2 separate regions of the Macaca mulatta genome follow, and region 1 is linked to region 2. The links are chromatin contacts, called in public Micro-C maps. All regions are on one chromosome and are shown on one strand. The core of a region is the stretch at or near the end of the contact, and the rest is flanking DNA. Distances in the headings are between cores, read along the strand shown. Region 1 overlaps PPP2R5C (protein phosphatase 2 regulatory subunit B'gamma). Region 2 has its middle 48 kb from the start of PPP2R5C.

Region 1 (6,005 bases), core at 2,896-5,395, 180 kb after region 2:
CAACAGATATAATTTAAATTTCAGTCGTCTTGACCTAAAATTAAAGCTCTACCTATTTCTGTTTTCTTAATCCTAGTAGGTTTTGTTCAGATAGCAGAATCACAAATCTATTGAACACCTGCATTTAAGAAGTAGAAAATGTTTCATACCTTAACCTTATGAAATACTTAAATAGATGAGTATTCAAAAGTTATTACACATGATTTAGTTCAGTTCTCACTAAAGGTTTGGTGCTAGAGTATGGCATTTGTGTTTTTGTGCATGCGTTTAATCTTTTCTGTAATTGTCCTGATATATGCAATCAAAAGCAAGCATACTATCTAGATTCCATAATTGATTTGGGTCCTCATTGTCGGTACCACTACCTCCTCATTTCATGTGAGAAAAAAATAAGAAAGATCTTGAGAGATGCATTCAGCTCATCTAACTTTTTTTTTTTTGCCTTTTCTTTTCTCTTTTTTTAAGGCAGGGTCTCACTCTGTCACCCAGGCTGAAGTACAGTGATGCTATACTCCATAGCTCACTGCAGCCTTAAACTCCTGAGTTTAAGGGATCCTTCTACCTCAGCTTCCCAAATAGCTGGGACTATAGATGTGTGCCACCACATCTGGCTAATTTTTTAAATTTTTGTAGAGATGGGGATCTCACTGTGTTGCCCAGGCTGGTTTCAAACTCCTGGCCTCAAGTGATCCTCCTGCCTCAGCCTCCCAAAGCACTGGGATTGCAGGTGTGAGCCACCACACCCAGCCAGCTCATCTAAGTTCAATATAGTACAGCTGTGTCTTTTAAGAAAAAAACATTTTGAACATATTTGGTTCAACTTAACTGAAAATGTAAATATCAGGTTGCTGTTTATTTCTGTAGTTTCTCATTATCGTCAGCTTAAGTGTGAGTTAAACGGTGCTGTCCATAACCCATGGTACCTGCTGTGGCACACAGTGGGACCTGGAGGCTGGGCGGGCAGGGCAGTGTGCCGTTCCTTCTCTTGCTGCATAACCAGCCATGGGTCATGCACCATCCTCACCCTGGCCCTGCAGCGAGGCTGTGCAGCACCTGCTCATGCTCTTATCTCACAGAGAGATGCCATCAAACTGTCCCCGTCATCGCCAGGATGTGTCACTATCTCACACCATCCTGGAGTCAGGACCCACCCCCAGCTCAGTGGCTTCCGTCAGCATGGTCCGTCACTCCTCGTGATGCTGTCATCTGTGCAGGGCTCATCCAGACGGTTCTGCTCCGTGGCATGTGCTGGGGCCGTAGGGTTCCCAGGGGCTGCTGAGCAGGTCCCCACGCTGCCTCTGTGATGCCTTGAGCTCCTCCAGGTTGTGGCAGTTTCTACAGCCATGGCCACATCCAAGAGGGGAGAAGCAGGGCCCCCAGTCCTCCTAAGAGTTTGGCTTGGAACTGGTGCAGAGTGACTTCTGCCCTTTGTATTGGTCAAAGCAGGGCACGAGGACAGCCCAGCTTCAGAGAAATAAGTAGAATAATAAGTAAATAAGAAAGAAGTAGAATAAGAGGTGTTCAGGAGTCACTTCTACCCTTTGTTCTGGCCTCGCCTCTTCCCATGAGTCCGGAACACATCATACAGGCAGGAAAGGCATTTAGAATCCCTTCTGGAGACTTCCATAGCCAGCAGGTTCCCAGCTCAGCGTCTGGGGGGTCTGATTCCCTTTCTGCTAAAAGAGTGAGAAACGCTCTCGCCGGCTCCCAGGGATCTCTGTTTCCCTCCCATGGTGTCCCTGTTTGTCTTCTGCTGGAAAAGGAAGAAGGAAAAGAACTGTCTTTATTTTCTCTTTCTTCTGCCTACTTCAAAGCAGGTTTAAAAAATTAGAAATTAAGAATTTATCAGTAAGAATGTAGTAACATTGATTTAGGAAAACAAAATGGCTTGTAACAGCAAGCCACCCTCATGTAAATGTTAGAGCTGATGGAGCTAGACCAGAAGGGGTTCAGGGCTCTTTGCCTCGGAGGGGCCCAGAGCACAGCTCCCCAAGGCCCCTGCGAGAGGAATAGTAAACTGAAGCCACACGGCTGCAAGGGAGCCTGCGGGTGAGTTTGGTAAATTAAAGCACCTCTCAGCGTAGACACACACACTGACTTCTGCCTGGGCGCAGCTTCCAAACGTCAGGGTAGGCGCAGGCTCAGGGACACCAGGGGAGAGCATTTTCTGTTTCTTGTCATGGCACCAGTGTCGTTCCTGTCACCCACGGCACCAAGCTTTGCCCTCGTGGCGTTTCTCCCTCGCTCTCAGGCTTTGGCCACATGCGTCGTTGTGCTGCTGCGTCTCGCTGCTAACGGTTCTGCTTTCTGGCGCCTGCAAGAGCAGATCTCGGGTTTTTTTGTTTTGTTTTGTTTTGTTTTGAAACAGGGTCTCTGTTGCCCAGGCTGGAGTGCAGTGGCACCACCTCAGCTCACTGCAACCTCCATCTTCCGGGTTCAAGTGATCCTCCCACCTCAGCCTCCCAAATATGTGGGATTACAGGCATGTGCCACTACACCCGGCTAATTTTTATATATTTAGTAGAGATGGAGTTTTGCCATGTTGGCCAGGCTGGTCTCGAACTCCTGATCTCAGGTGTTCTGCCTGCCTCGGCCTCCCAAAGTGCTGGGATTACAGGCATGAGCCACTGTGCCCGGCCAGATTTCGGTTTTTCTAAGCTGGCCTTCCACCCTCTCCACGCATCTTGCCCACCCAACTCCACGTCACCGACCTTTGTTCCAGCCAGAGTTCTTCTCCCTGTCCACACTGCCATTAAAAAAAAAAAATCGGTTAAAATCCTCCTTCAGGACCCAATTCAAGCACCACCTCTCAGTGCATTCTGATCGTTTGGGAACATAGAAATGTTAAGACCCATTCTTCAAAAATATTTCACGCCTGTGGATGTTAAGGTCACTCTATTTCATTTGTTTCAAACAAAGTGAATGAAATTTCAGAGTTGAATTTTTTTTTTTTTTTTTTTTTTTTGAGACAGAGTCTCGCTCTGTCGCCCAGGCTGGAGTGCAGTGGCCGCATCTCAGCTCACTGCAAGCTCCGCCTCCCGGGTCTACGCCATTCTCCTGCCTCAGCGTCCCGAGTAGCTGGGACTACAGGCGCCCGCCACCTCACCCGGCTAGTTTTTTGTATTTTTTTAGTAGAGACGGGGTTTCACCGTGTTAGCCAGGCTGGTCTCGATCTCCTGACCTTGTGATCTGCCCGTCTCGGCCTCCCAAAGTGCTGGGATTACAGGCTTGAGCCACCGCGCCCGGCCCAGAGTTGAATTTTTTAATCTTCTCAAACTTATTTTTGACTTAGAGCTGTCTCGAATCAAATGGTTTTCATCTGATGGGCAGGGATCTTTCAGACCCTCTCACTTCATGCAGGACACCCCTCGTGGGCTGCTCTAGACCAACCCCAGGTGCTCGAGGCTTGGGGCAGGAGAGATTCCTTTGTTTCTGTAGGACCCCTTTTTGGGGAGGACATTTTCCTGTTTCCTCACATGTCCCTGTTCCCTCTCCTTGTCCCCAGTTTATTCAGCAGACGTGTTTTCATCATCAAACAGATGCCAGGCTTGCTCCTAGTCCCGGGAACACAGTCACGAGATGGTGGCCCCATCTGAAGGGAGACGGGCTGGCGCAGAGGGTGGGGTGCCTGTCCCGGGGGTCCCCTAGAAGCAGTGCAGTGGACAGAGACTTCTCAGAGGAAGGGAGCGGGGTCTGTCACAGATGGGTGCTTCAGAAAGATCACACCTGAGCAGCGCGGAGGATGTGTGTGGGTGTCAGTGGGAAACTGGGCAGGTAGAATCAGAGGTGTTCAGGAATCACTCCTACCCTTTGCAGGAACTGTGCTAAATATTGCAGGCTTTAAAATTAAGACATAGGCTTATGTTGAAATATGGCTGAAACGTAAGATGGGTTAACGAATGAGTAAAAGGTGGATGAACAGATGTGTATGTGATCAAGCAGATGGAGCGCATTGCTCGTGGTCAAATCTGGGTGTTGAAATGGGTGTTCACTGTAGAATTCTTTCAGTTTTCCTAGATGCTTGAAATTTTTCAAAATAAAATATTGAGAAAAACATTTGTGCAAGACCTGCCCTTGAGGCATTTACAGCTGCAGGCCTTGAGGAGTTTCTTTGGTTCCTGACGGGCTGTGTGTTTGCACAAATAGACGCGCTTCTTGTTACCTGGCTCCGTGGCTCCCCCTAGGGCATTGTTTTCTTATTCACGTTAGTTCAGTGTCCAATTCTAATTGGAAAATTGTTTTTTCTAGGTTTATTTATGAAACAGAGCATCATAATGGCATAGCAGAGTTACTGGAAATATTGGGAAGGTAAGCCTCTGTGTTATGGGTAGCAAACGGCTGTGGATGGAATTTATACCAGAGTGATCCATTTCATTGAGTTCGGCTGCCCCCTTTAAAGCAAGGCAGTTTAAACCATTCTCTAAAAGAACTCAAATAAAATTTCACTTAGAGCAGGAGTTGGTGAGCTCTTAGATTAGAACATGCCAAATGACAACTCTCTCCCATTTTTATGGGTTCTGTACGTAGATTCTGCTTCGTATACCTCAATATCATTACTATGGAAACAATTCCGGTTATTTCCTCAAGAGCAATGTTAAAAATAGTTACCTAAGAAGGTTTATATTAGAAGCTTGGAAGAATAGATTGTGCATTTGGGGTATCATGTAAATGCTAATATTTTCAATTACTTTGGGTTTTTATATGTATATTTATAAAATAATTAACATTTCAAAACTTTCATCATCTTTATCCAAGTAAAGTTTTTACTCGCCTTTTTTTTTTTTTTTTTTTTTTCTTTTTCTTTTTGAGACTCTTGCTCTGGCGCCCAGGCTCGAGTGCAGTGGTGCCATCTCAGCTCACTGCAGTCTCCGCTTCCCTGGTTCAAACGATTCTGCTGCCTCAGCCTCCCAAGTAGCTGGGACTACAGGTGCCCGCCACCATGCCTGGCTAATTTTTGTATTTTTAGTGGAGATGGCGTTTTTCCTTGTTGCCCAGGCTGGTCTCGAACTCCTGGCCTCAGGTGATCTGCCCGCGTCACCTCCCAAAGTGCTGGGATTACAGGCATGAGCCACCAGGCCTGGCCACTTTTATTTAATTGATAACGCGTAGATTTTATATTAGACCTTCTAACCCACTGTTTGCCAGAGTCCTCAGGGTCCCATGGCTAGTAAGTGTGGAAGTGCTTTTCCCTGCACCTTTGTAGGGCAGTAGTGTAGATGGGCAGCTCAGGGTTCTCGGGAGTCTGTGGTGGAGAAGCCTGGCGCTCTGGGTGGACCTGGTGACTCCCTGCAGCTCCTGAGCACAAGACTCTCTTCTCACAGTGGATCAGGTCCCGCCCAGTAGTTCTGAGAAAAGCTATTCTTGCCATTTTAGATGTAATTTGAAAAAATGTCCTCGTTGACAATTCTACTTTTAGTTTAGACAAACTTGGGTGGGGTTTCTCCTCAGTGCAGTGCAGTGAGTGGTGAAGAGGATGCTTGCAAGATGTGTGACTGTGGGCAGGTACTTCTATAAGCTGGGAGAATCGTCGCATTTGCCTCCGAGGTTGTTGCAGGGACCAGAGCACTGTATGACGTGTGTTCCACAGCCCGCCACGCTGCGTGCATAGGGCCCCTGAGTGTGTAGGGCCCCCGTGCAGCTCCCACCGAGAAACTGATTAGTTGTATCTTTCTTCCAGAAGAGGTTGAGCCTGCGGGTGACCCTGTGAGTGAGCACACCCTCCTTGATGGGCCGCTCCAGGCTCGCCCTTCCCGCATTGCCCGCTATGCCGAGCAGAGTGAATAATGGAAGACTAAGTTAGAGACAGCTCTGTCTACTTCTGCAGCTCAGTGACAGTCACTTCCGTTTGCCTAATCACAAAACCAAGACAATAAACTAGTTGTTTGAGACAAAAACTTTGCTTTGGAGGCTCTAGGTAGGACCACCTTTTCATGCACAAGAGAACAGCTTTCTAACTGATTTTTGTTTTTGTTTTTGTTGTTTTGTTTTTCTTTTTGTGTGTGAGA
Region 2 (6,335 bases), core at 3,636-6,135:
CCACCCTCCACGACAACATAAACACCAGGCAGGTTCTTTCCAGCACTCTGTTCCCTGAACCCCTTGCCACTGACCCACACTCATTCCCCGAAGGGAGGGAGGCAGGCAGAGAGGCGGCATGAGGACCCCCACACACACAGAGCCTGCTGCCCCAGCTGCAGGGCCAGAGAAGGGAGGCAGCCTGTGTGAGGAGGGGTGGCGGCCAAAGGAGTGCCACAGGGGAGCAGCAGCTGGGGCTGGGTCCAGACACTCAGCAGAGGTTGACTGGAAGCTTCCACTGTGGCTAAGGGACAGCCACTCCTGCCTTGTCCCCTCACAGGCCAAGTCCTCAGGGGAAACACAGAGGACAGAACTCAGCACTTCCTAATTGCAATCTCACCCCACCCACTGAGATCTCACCCCTCCCACCGTCATCTCACCCCATCCACTGAGATCTCACCCCACCCACTCAGATCTCATCCCTCCCACTGTCATCTCACCCCACCCACTGAGATCTCACCCCACCCACTGTCATTTCACCCCACCCACTGAGATCACATCCCACTCACTGTCATCCCACCTACTGAGATCTGACCCCACCCACTGAGATCTCACCCCACCCACTGAGATCTCACCCCACCGATTGTCATCTCATCCCACCCACTGTCATCTCACCCCACCCACCGAGACCTCACCCCACTCACCAAGATCTCACCCCACCCACTAAGATCTTACCCCACCCACTGAGATCTCTCCCCACCCCTGAGATCTCTCCCCACCCACTGAGATCTCTCCCAACCCACTGAGTTCTCTCACCACCCACTGTCATGTCACCCCACCCACCGTGATCTCATCCTACCCACCAAGATCTCACCCCACCCATTGTCATCTCACCCCATCCACTGTCATCTCAGCCCACCCACTGAGATCTCTCCCCACCCACCGTCATCTCACCCCACCCACTGAGATCTCAGCCTACCCATTGTCATCTCACCCGACCCTCTGTCATGTCACCCCACCCACTGTCATCTCACCCCCACCCATCGAGATCTCACCCCACCCACTGAGATATCTCCCCACCCACTGAGATCTCACCCCACCCACTGGGATCTCTCCCCACTCAACTATAATCTTGCAGCACCACTTTTCTTTCTAATGTCTTGACAAGTATATGAGAAGATGCTGGGTGTTCTTGGTCCATTGCTGTGGCTACAAAGGCTGGTTCTAGTGTCTCACTGGCTGTCTTCTGCTCATGTATGATTTTAGCAGTTCCCTTCTTATCCCGGGCCGTACTAGACCTACTGTCTTCCCTGGCTTGCACTGTGCTATGGTTTAAATATTTGTCTCCGTCCTCATGTTGAAATTTAATCCCTAATGTGGCAGTATTGGGAGGTGGGGCCTTTAGAGGTGACTATGTCATATGTCCCCTTCTCTTATGAGTAGATTACTCCATTCAGGCAGTAATGGGCTACTGGATGTTCTTGGGAGTAGGACTTGTGGCTCCATAACAAGAAGAGAGAACTGAGCTCACACACTCAGCTCCTCATCTTGTGATGCCGTGGGCTGCCTTGGGACTTTGCAGAAAGTCCCTGCCAGCATGAGGGCCCTCACCAGATGCAGCCTCTCAACCTTGGACTTCCCAGCCTTCAGGACTGTAAGAAATAAGTCTTGTTTCTTTACTTACACAGTTTCAGGTATTTTGTTATAAGCCACAGTAAATGGACTAAGACAGGCTGTGGTAACAAACTACCATTAAGTGGGTGACTTAAATAACAGATTTATTTCTTAGAGTTCTAGGGACTGGGGAGTCCAAGATCAAGGTGCTGGTAGATCCGCTGTCTGATACGAGCTCACTTCCAGGTTTGCAGATAGCCACCTTCTCATTGTGTCCTCACATGGCAGGCAGCAGAGAGAGGAGGAGCAAACTCCGTTGTCTCTTTGTATAAGGGCACTAATCCCATTCATGAGGGCTGCACCCTCATGACCTAATTACATCCCAAAGCCCCACCTCTGAATATCCTTGTATTGAAGGTTAGGAATTCAACACATGAGTTTGGAGGAGACAAACATGTAGTCCATAACACCTATAATGACCAAGACACAGCCACAAGCCATATGTGACTACTGAGCCAGTATGAATTGGGCTGGGCTATAAAATGCAAAATATACACTGGAATGTAATGATTCTGTATAAAGGTTGGGTACAGTGGCTTACACCTATAATCCCAACAATTTTGGAGGCTGAGGTGGGAAGATCCCTTGAGACCAGCCTGGGCAACATAGGAAGACCCCATTTCTAGAAAAAAAATTCCCAGTCTGGGCAACATAGCGAGACCCTGTCTCTGTAGAAATTTTTAAAAATTAGCCAGGCATGGTGCAAGCACCTGTAGTCCCAGTTACTCAGGAGGCTGAGGTGGAAGGATACCTTGAGCCTGGGAGGTCGAGGCTTCAGTAAGCTATGATTATGCCACTGCACTCCAGCCTGGGTTTCAGAGTGAGCCTCTGTTCTCAATTAAAAATAAAATTTAGTAGGAAAAAAGGATGAAGGCTAAATATCTCATTCATAAGTTTTATTTTGATGTTGCAGTGATAATGTTTTGAGCATTATTTTGGACTACATTAAATATATTACTAAAATCAATGTCACCTTTTTCTTTTTACTTTTTAAATGTGAGCACTAAGAGTTTTTAAATCACCTATGTGGTTTGCACTTGTGGCTCACATGACATTCTTATTGGGCAGAGCTGGTCCAGAGGATTCTGAGCCTTTGGTGCCAGTGCTTGGATCATCTGAGTTGTAGGCACCCTCCCCTCATGCATGCACAAGCAGTGAAGAGGAACTTGATCTCACTCGAGTTGAGGAGTTAAATGTGTGTCATACTACGGAGGGAGGCAGGCAACCCAGGTATTGCAGGGCTGTGAGTGGAAGCTTCGGGGGCGTCTGCTTCTCTGTCTTGCAGATCTTCAAGTGTTTGTCCAGGAAAGCCCGGGCAGAGGTGGGAATACTGCAATTGCAAACCCCAATGCTGGAAGTGGGGCCTGGTGGGAGGTAACTGGATCATGGGGCGGTTTCTCATGGTTTAACACCATCCCCCCTTGGTGCTCCTGCTTGGCCTCCACCATAAGTCAGAGCTCCCTGAGGCCTCCCCAGAGGCAGATGCTGCCGTGCTTCCTGTACAGCCTGTGGAACCACGAGCCAATGGCACCTCCTTCCTTTATAAATTACCCAGTCTCAGGTAGTTCTTTACAGCAGTGCAAGAACGGACTACAGCACTCCAGTGCTGGCCTCTCTCCAGGGGCAGCTCCACTTCCAGCCTCCGCTCTTGGGTCCTCTGGGACCTGTGGACATTCACCCCGCACTAAGCCAAGAGCCCCCTTTGGGATGAATAAATCCCGTGGCTGACCAGATGGTGACCTCCAGGCCTGGCAAAGCTGCCTCCCACCAGGCCCTATCTCCATATTGGGGATTACAATTCCACATGAGATATGGGCGGAGACACAGATCCAAACCATATCATGGGTCAGAAACCTGAGTATGGAACAGGACGTGGTCAGTGAGGGCCAGTGGGAGGCAGCGTGAACAGTCACACTGGTGAGAACTCATCGAGGTCTGCCCACTGGGTCTGAGCAACAACCCCTGACCTGCCTGCCCCACCCCAAGACGCCAACCGGGCTGCATCCCCTCCCCTGCTGGCTGCAGTGTTGAAGATTTGGAGGCTCTCCGTCTTCCGCAGGCATAGAATTTCAAACTGAAGCAGACTGCAGCGGAACCGCTGACCCGACACTAACCGTACCCATCCCAGCCCCTCAACAGGCCTGCCAGGGGGTAACTTCCTGCCCCACTCACCCCTGCAGGACACCAGCTCTCCATTCCTCTGGCTCCCGTTGTCAACCTCTCGTTCCCACAGTGGCTGCCTCGGCTCATGCCTTCGTGTGTTTCTCCCTTGCACTCTCCCGGGCCCCTGACCCAGCTCTGCACCCCTCAGCTCTCCCGCCGCTGCACCCCTCAGCTCTCCCGCCGCTGCACCCCTCAGCTCTCCCACCACTGCACCCCTCAGCTCTCCCGCCGCTGCACCTGCCCACATTCCCCAGTCGGAGCCCCCTGCTGCCCGCGGCCACCCGGGCAGCCTCTCAACAGGAGAGTTTCACCAACACCCAGCTCCATGTCCACTCCTCAGCAGAGCCACCCTCAGCTCCCAGAATGCCACCCTGTGCCCCCTCTTTGGCTGGCCTGCAAGGAGTCTCTGTGCCAACAAGGAAAAGGCACCCCTGCTGGCCGCAGGACATGGGCTGTGGAGTGACGTGTCTGCCCCAGATAGTGCCCAGTTGTAATTATCTCACAACCCGCAGTCTTTACTTGTCTGACTTCCTTTTTAGACCATGGGCACTGCCAGGGCAGATCCCTAGACACTCAATAAATGCATCTTTATTTAGAATGGACAGGTGCAGTTATCCAGCGGGCACAGTGGAAGTGGGGATGCAGGAGGTGCCTGTGAATGGGCAGCTGGGGAGATACTAATGTGGGCAGGGAGTGGAGAGGAGTTAGGAAGGAAGGGAGGGGCCGTGGCTCTGGGAGTCACAGGCCAGGCTGTGGTATGAGGGTCAGCATAGAGGGCAGGACCAGAGGAGACCTCCCTGAGACTGCACAGAGCCGGCTTGAGGGACCAGCCCCTTAAAGACAAATCCTCTAGAGGCTGTAGAGTTTCCTTGAGCTGCCATAACAAAGCTCACAGGCTGTGTCCCCCAGCCACCCCTCACCCCCCGATTCCTATGTTGAAGCCCTCACCCCCAGTACCTCAGAATGTGGCTGCATTTGGAGACTGGGCCTTTAAAGAGGTGATTCAGTTAAAAGGAGGCCTTCGGTTGGCCCTAATCCAACCTGGCTGACGTCCTTAAAAAAAAAAAAAGAAAGAAAAGAGGTGATTCAGACACACAAAGAGACAACAGGGATGTGTGAGTGCATAAAAATAGAGCATGTGAGGGCGCAACGAGCAGGCTCAAGGGATCTGCCCACCTCAGCCTCCCAAAGTGCTGGGATTACAGGTGTTAGCCACTAAGCCCAGCTAGAAATTTTCCTTTGGTTAAAGTGGTTTAAGTTTCTGTCATTTGCAACCAAACGATTTAATAGCTAAGGCCCTGGGTGGCATTTTCTTCTGCTCAGGCTGCCATAAGAAGTGCCACAGACTGGGTGGCTTAAACAGCAGAAGCTTGTTTCTCATAGTTCTGGAGGCTGGAAGTCCACATCAGGGCGCCCGTGAGGTTGGTTTCTGGGAAGGCCTCTCTTCCTGGCCTGTGGGTGTCATCTTCTCACGGCATCCTCCCATGGCCTCTTCCCTGTGCACGCTTAGAGAGGGGATGGTCTCTGGTGTCTATCCTCTCCCCATAAGGACGCCAACCCTATTGGCTTGAGGCCCCACCCTTGCGGCCTCATAACCTTAGTTACCTCCCTGATGGCCCTATCTTTGAATGTGGTCACATTGGAGGCCAGGGCTTCAGCACTGGAATTTCTCAGAGAAATTCACTCTGTAACAGGTTGAATTGTGTCTGCCAAAATCCATGTGTTGGAGTCGTAGCTCCTAGCATCTCAGAATGTGAACTTATTTGGATACAGGGTCATTGCAGATGTATGGAAGTGAAGATGTGGTCATTAGAGTGGGTCCTAGTCCACCTGACTGGTGTCTTTATCCAGAAGGGGAAATTTGGACACAGGTACGCACACAGGGAGAGTGCTACGTGCGGACTGGAGTTCTGCTTCCCCAAGCCAAGGAACCAGCGGAAGCTCTGAGGGAGGCCAGGAACAGGCCCTCCTAGCGCCCTCAGAGGGAGCACAGCCCTGCCTGCACCGTGGTCTCAGACTTCTGACCTCCAGAACCGTGAAGGGGTCATGTCTAGTCCAAGCCACGATATTAGCCAGCCAGGGCTGCTCTAACAAATCCCACAGACGCGGGGCTTCAGCCACAGAAATGTGTCCTCTCAGGCGTTCGAGACCAGCCTTGGCAACATGGTGAAACCCCTGTCTGTACAAAAAATACCAAAAAACAGCTTGGTGTGCTGGCACATGCCTATAGTCTCAGCTACTTGGAAGGCTGAGGTGAGAGGATTGCTTGAGACTTGGAGGTTCAGGCTGGAGCCAAGATCGTGGCAGAGTGAGACCCTGTGTCAATAAAAAGGAAAAGAGAGGAGAGGGGAGGAAAGGGGAGGGGAGGGAAGGAGAAGGGAGGGGAGGAGGGGGAGGAGAGGGGAGGGGAAGACAGGAGCGGGGAGGGGCAGGGAGGGGAAAAGAGGGGAAGGGAGAGGCCTAAGGAGGCATGTCACCTGAATGTCACGTGGAGTCCTGAGTAGAATCGTGGAACAGGG

What was found. A called contact is a pair of places that touch in the nucleus more often than the background predicts.
Region 1: a Micro-C map of CD4 T cells shows a contact between it and region 2, with 9 times the contacts expected there. The contact joins two enhancer-like sites. A contact is called at or near these places in 4 of 14 Hi-C or Micro-C datasets (CD4 T cells, fetal cortex germinal zone, fetal cortical plate and 1 more).

What each region holds. Positions count from the first base shown.
Region 1 is chr7:175,234,071-175,240,075 of T2T-MMU8v2.0, forward strand. It overlaps PPP2R5C (protein phosphatase 2 regulatory subunit B'gamma), which reads left to right. Exons shown (of 15, transcript XM_015144500.3): 8 at 4,249-4,308. Among named protein-coding and RNA genes, the nearest start is that of DYNC1H1, 79 kb to the right of the region's middle. Within about 2 kb of position 4,146, at least 5 of the 40 cell types and tissues checked have an H3K27ac peak or open chromatin away from gene starts, as enhancers often do. A contact at or near this core is called in CD4 T cells, where this site is marked.
Region 2 is chr7:175,055,681-175,062,015 of T2T-MMU8v2.0, forward strand. No RefSeq gene overlaps it. Among named protein-coding and RNA genes, the nearest start is that of PPP2R5C, 48 kb to the right of the region's middle. Within about 2 kb of position 4,886, at least 4 of the 40 cell types and tissues checked have an H3K27ac peak or open chromatin away from gene starts, as enhancers often do. A contact at or near this core is called in CD4 T cells, where this site is marked.